Regions from separate parts of the Mus musculus genome. Here region 2 is linked to region 1. The links are chromatin contacts, called in public Hi-C maps. All regions are on one chromosome and are shown on one strand. The core of a region is the stretch at or near the end of the contact, and the rest is flanking DNA. Distances in the headings are between cores, read along the strand shown. Region 1 overlaps Alk (anaplastic lymphoma kinase). Region 2 overlaps Alk (anaplastic lymphoma kinase).

Region 1 (2,790 bases), core at 202-2,701:
CCTCTCCCATTTACCTCCTCTTCATGAAGTCAACCTCATAATATCACCATTATTTGAGTATCAAACCTCAACATCTTTCTCATACAATCTTCCCACTCCTGCTCCCTCCCCTTCCCCCATGCTTGCAATGCAGTTATAGCGGTGAGAAGCTATGCGCCCTCCCTTCTCATTTGCTCCATCCTTAGTGCTGGAGCACTGGTCCATTGTTCCCATTCCTCTCTGCATTCTGCCACTCAAATACTTCTGAGCGCCTCATGCCCCAGATGCCACTCACTTCCCTCCTGCAAGAGAGATCTCGGAGTTGGCCTTAAAGGGAAGTTTCTGCAACTCCAGGGTCTCAGGGAATACCACACTGTAGCTGAGACCACCATGGTCTCCTTGGTGTAGTGATGAAGATAAACAAACCCTGGTTGTGCAGGGCTTCCTTCCTGTCTCCCCTTGTCCTGTGTGGTAAGCCCCAGCATGTGCTCCATGCTGTGAGGAGCACCAAAGAGGATGATGTAATCAGTCGTTCCCCTAATCACAACTCATGCCGGAGACTCCTCCCACAGCCTATTTGCCCTCACCCATCATCTTGCCTCCTACATGCTGCCAATCTAGCGGGCCGTGCTTCCCTAAAACATCCTCTACCTACCGCACTCTTGCCTCCCTCGGGCCTCTTCCTTTACTGTAATCCTTTCCTTAGAGAATGAACATTTGTATAGTGGTGGTGGTGGGGTCAACATCATAAGCAAAAAGGAACAAAGAAAGTGGGTGTGGTTGGGTGTCTTGCAGCTCAAGAATCCAAGGGCCCTGTAGAGCAGAACCACACTCAGATGCACTTCCCAGCATCGGATTTCCTGAGCTGGATGTGAATTCCCGAGGGACCCTTCCAATAAACCCCTCCCTCCTCCATACAAGCGAATCATCCTCCTCGAACCTTAACCCCAGGAGCCTAGCATTTCAGACTCCTAACAGCAGGCTCTAAGTTGGGGGTCGTCTTTCTAACACCTGATGGAAATTCACTGGAACAGAGAGAGAGAAGGAAAGAGAGCAAAGAGGAAGGAAGAGGGATAAAGAAAAAGGAAGGATGGGTTGGAGAAGGCATGATCTGCATGGTTGGTGTCCTCTGTCCCCTTGCCTCGGGTGAGAGTAAAGGACAAAGGTGAGTCAGAACACGGATAGGAACGAGGGAGCAGTCACTGGCAAGAAAGACCAGACAAGCCTTTGATTCAGGGCAGAGTTTTGTGTGGGGATTAACTTGTGTTGATGTGTATTTTTGGAAGCTGAGAAAATGGAAGTTTATTTCCCGGCCAGCTCTGCCTGTTTGAATCTGGCAAGCATGGATTTCCTCCCTCCCCTTTCTGCTTCAGATAGCGCTTAAATGAACAGCCTGTGTTGTTTGGTACAGCTTCCTAGGACCATGGGAACACAACCCCAAGCAGAGGCTGCCTGTTATTACCCAGAAGGCCAATAGAGGGCTCCCGAGAACACTGAGCAAAATTCGGTGGAAGTCACCCCCAGGAAGCTCTGTGGGAATGGTAGAGACATATGGTTATCTCCTGCTGAAGGATGGAGCTGGAGTCAGATGGGAAAGCCCACAAGGAAAGACCTGCCTTCTCCTGCATTGGTGGAGACTTGGACTTGAGAGACTTTAAGGTTCCCCCTGCGTGCAAGCGAGGACATTGATCGTTCTTCTGGCATTAGCTGACAGTGCTTTATAAAACACTTGCATGTTAGATATGTTAAAGCCTTGATTATGTTCCCTGTGTCATCCAAGGAAAGCAGTTATATAATGTTTCTGGGCATCATTTTATTTTTTTCTAGTTTAAAATATTCTAGAGAGAAACTGGAGTTGTGGGTCTGACTTTCTAAGACCTTTGTGAAAATACTGTTTTATTAGTATTACTATGTATGTGCACATGTGTGTGTAGAAGTCAGGGGACAACTCTGTGGAGTTCCTTTTCTTCTTCCACTTTAGTGTGCCTTTCGGAGAGCAAACTCAGGCCATCGGGCTTGCACGGCAAGTGCCGTGATCTGTTAGCCATCTTGCCAAGCCCCTCTAAGATCATTTAAGGTATAACTTCCTATTACTACAAATTATTGAAAGTATATTGAAGAAACTGCATCTGAATTATTCTTAAGAGGAGGTAATCCTGTCCTACAATGCATGCCTGATTCTGTTGTTTTAGCAGTGGTGGGAATGAGGCCTTCACTTTGATAAGCAACGAGTTAAGACAGTACGGAGGAGGTGAGAGCCAACAGCAGTAGCCAACAGGCAGAATAAAAGCCCAATCTTAGCCTCTACACATTGGGTAGAGGCTCCTTGGCTTCTGTATAATGACAGAATGATCCACAGTCCTCACCTGCTGTGATTTGTGCAGGTCAGGCAAGAGAACGCAGTAAAACTGCTTTGCATACCATGCTGTGCCCACAAATGTCCATCTGCTAACAGATGCAGGAACTTAATAGCCCATGTTCATTGGCATGGTATGTGTGCATGTCTTGATTTCCTCCTTCGCCGAACTTAAGATCCCACATCAACCACACCGTGGCCACAGTTGCCCTTGTAATATTCAACAGAAATATTCAGCACAAATTCAACAGGAAACAAACCAGAAGAGAGATACAGAAATGTTCCTGAGGGGTGTGTTTAGAATAGAGGGTTGGCCGGGAGTCTGACTAAAGCTAGGTTATCAGTAGACAACTCTGCAGTGACGTGTGAAGAAGGAAGGAAGATGTCTCATGACTCATTTAGTCGCTCGTCCTTTCTGTGACTGGTTGCTTGAAGGTTTATGAATACACATTTTA
Region 2 (2,857 bases), core at 124-2,623, 65 kb before region 1:
GAGTTCAAGTCTAAGGTTTTCATATGGTTTCCTTGAAGTCTGCGGTATTGGTGATGAAGAATGTGATTGGAAAGAGGGATGTGCTTTGAGGGTGCAGTGGTTGGCATGATTACAATTACTGGGGGCATCTGGAGAAGATGAGATTTTCTGGTATGTACATGGCTGTGTGGGACAGAGTTACAACAGGGGAGAACTCAAGGTGTATATAGATATAGGAGCTATTTACCTGATTTTGACAGTTTAATTATTGAAAGCAAATAGGTTTTCCAGAAGGAGGAGGAAGAGGAAGAAGGAAGACAAAAGAGGGATAACATTTTAGTTTCAGCAAAGTTCACAGTCACACAGTGGAACAGAATTACTGCTACGACTGGCAAGAGCGTTTATTAAGAAAGGTGGAGAAACTTCCTTATCAAGGGGTGTTGTGGAATCATGTGTTTCAGAAGCAGTGGAAAGGCTGTGTTTTGTGTTGAATAGTGGGTCAGAATGAAGCAAAGTGTGTTAGAGGCAGACTCCTCATATTAACACCAGGAGGATGAAAACTATAAAGAAGGAAAGACAGGTGTTAGACAGAAAGGGATAATTCTGTAGCAAAATCATTTTGCACAGAGATTATAGAATTTGTTTTTGTTAACATATAAAGCAATAGCCTTCCTAATGGCACTCCATACACATAGCAATATGTGTCCTTATACTCTATTCTTTTTGGGGGTGGGGGGGAGCATTGTCTTCTCAAGGAGTTCACATTAGCTTCAAGCTTGAGTTCCTTCTGCCCCAGCCTCCTGAGCACAGCGTTTTCAGATATGTGACACCATGTTTGGCTCATTGAAGAATCTCACCGAGCTTTTGGGCACCATTCCATCTAGATCCACTTGTTTCTGGAGTCTTCCATCAAAATGGAGTTCTTCTATCCCCTGTGACTGCTGCACGGAGTAGTTGGGAAGATGTCTAACAACAGCTAAATCCTACTCCATTGTCACTTAATATTGAGCATAGCAGCTAGACACAGTTCTTAATTTTAATCCATACTGTTATGCTGTATGGTTGGTTTTGATATCACTTCTGATTTCCAACATAAAGAGACTAAGGCTCAGGGTCACAGTAAGTGTAGAACGGAGTGTTTGAACTCAGCCTGTTTCAGTCTCAAATAGAATCTCGATGTCATTGCTGTTACCTGGGCTGTAGCTCCACTGACAAGTACTATCCTCTCTTCAACATTAGGACCCTTAAAATGACTCAAGTCAGTTATTCTGCATATCCTGTTTTGACCTTAAGTGTACAAATGTGCCAAACCACGGGCAGGGAAACTTCAGTGAAAACCATGACTACCTTCTCTGAGACAGGAAGACAAGTGTGCAGAGAGCCATGCAGAAAGGAAGGGTGGGGGCCAGAGGGTTTCCATCTGCTCCATGAAGTATGACCACAGGTCATGCTACATAGATCATGAAGCCATGCATATTTTTCTTTTCCATGGTTGCTGCCTTCCCTTTATGCTCCAGGGTCCTGGTACCCACTCTTCTGCTAGACGGATGCAGCCACTGGGACCAGCTCAGAAGGTATTAAACATGCCTATGTCATGGTGGGCAGGTGAGGTGAGAAAGGCGTTGAGTAAAGATTTCCCTTCTCAACCCTTCTTCCTGTTCACCCTCTCTTTCTCCTTATCCTTCTCCCCTAACCCCTTTCATGGTATGAGCCTCAATACTATAATTTGGAAGCGTATAGGAGGAAAAAAATGTCATGAAGCAGAAATGCAGACTTGATACATCTGACCTTTCTTTTCCTCAGAACAATAAATGTCAAATAGCTTAACATGACAGCTAGGGTGCCCAGACATTATTTATGTTCTTAAATATTTAGGCAAGAAACATAATTCTGACTTAAGCCTCATCTGCATGAAGACTCTAGCCTGTGAGAGCCACGAGGCCTTTTAAGGATCATCACACGTTCTGATGTTTACACTCGCAGAGAACAGAAAATGGGAAATAGAGAAACGTGAGACGTCAGGACAGAACAGAAGTGGTGAATGATTCCCGGTAGGTAATGAGAACAGTTGATAACATCAAGAAAGTGTTTTGCAGCCCCAAAATTGTGTTTTCATTTTTCATATCTGAGTAACGTGGTACGGAGACTCCCAGAGATAGACTCAAAATCATTATGTCCTCTCTTGATTCAGTACAAAGTACTTTAAGGTGTGTGCTTATTTGTATCGCTTATCCTCATTTTACTAATGACGTTCTGTTGCTAAAACAGAGGGAGAGTTACCTTGCTTTGACTGCGCGTACACCCCTGACAGAGCTCTGATGCTTGAGCCTCGAGTAGTGCTCTATTCAGCCTGCTGTTCAATAGGCATTAAAAGCAGCAGTTTGAGTCTGAGCTTGACTTTTTTTTTTTAAAGGAATTGTAACTGTGACTTAATCCATGTAATTCTGAAAGGGGACAGGGTTACTTTGTGTTTGAAAAGAATCTGTAGTTAGTTCTGGGCTGGGTACCCAGCTCCGGAGTCCACTGTGGGGAATTTCTTAAAGCACTGGACATGTTATTGTGTGTCTTCTGTCTCCTAACTGTTGTTAATAGAAGAGTTTCTTTGTTTTGTGGCTCCTTTTCCTTATAATCTACCAGGATCTAATCATCTCTGCAATTAGAGTTTATCTCATTGAAAAGAAACAAGAGACTCAGTTAAAAGTTGTTAGAAGATCACCTGTTACGTTGTCACTTCAGGATTCCGCACGGAAACAGCAGGTCATGCCTCATTAACATCAAAAGTGCTGAAATTGTGAAGAGCATTTCTTAGTTCTTAAGATAGTCCTTCACCTTCATAGCAGAAAATGCTTCATACCTCAATAATTAATTGTGATGTCAG

What was found. A called contact is a pair of places that touch in the nucleus more often than the background predicts.
Region 2: a Hi-C map of the 63-12 cell line shows a contact between it and region 1, with 1.7 times the contacts expected there. The contact joins two enhancer-like sites. A contact is called at or near these places in 1 of 39 promoter capture datasets (the C10 cell line) and 5 of 484 Hi-C or Micro-C datasets (the 63-12 cell line, the C10 cell line, embryonic stem cells and 1 more).

The regions. Positions count from the first base shown.
Region 1 is chr17:72,521,237-72,524,026 of GRCm38.p6, reverse strand. The region is part of intron 1 of Alk (anaplastic lymphoma kinase); the gene reads left to right. Among named protein-coding and RNA genes, the nearest start is that of Alk, 82 kb to the left of the region's middle. Within about 2 kb of position 1,451, at least 11 of the 459 cell types and tissues checked have an H3K27ac peak or open chromatin away from gene starts, as enhancers often do. A contact at or near this core is called in the 63-12 cell line, where this site is marked.
Region 2 is chr17:72,586,362-72,589,218 of GRCm38.p6, reverse strand. All of the region lies in intron 1 of Alk (anaplastic lymphoma kinase), which reads left to right. Among named protein-coding and RNA genes, the nearest start is that of Alk, 17 kb to the left of the region's middle. Within about 2 kb of position 1,373, at least 9 of the 459 cell types and tissues checked have an H3K27ac peak or open chromatin away from gene starts, as enhancers often do. A contact at or near this core is called in the 63-12 cell line, where this site is marked.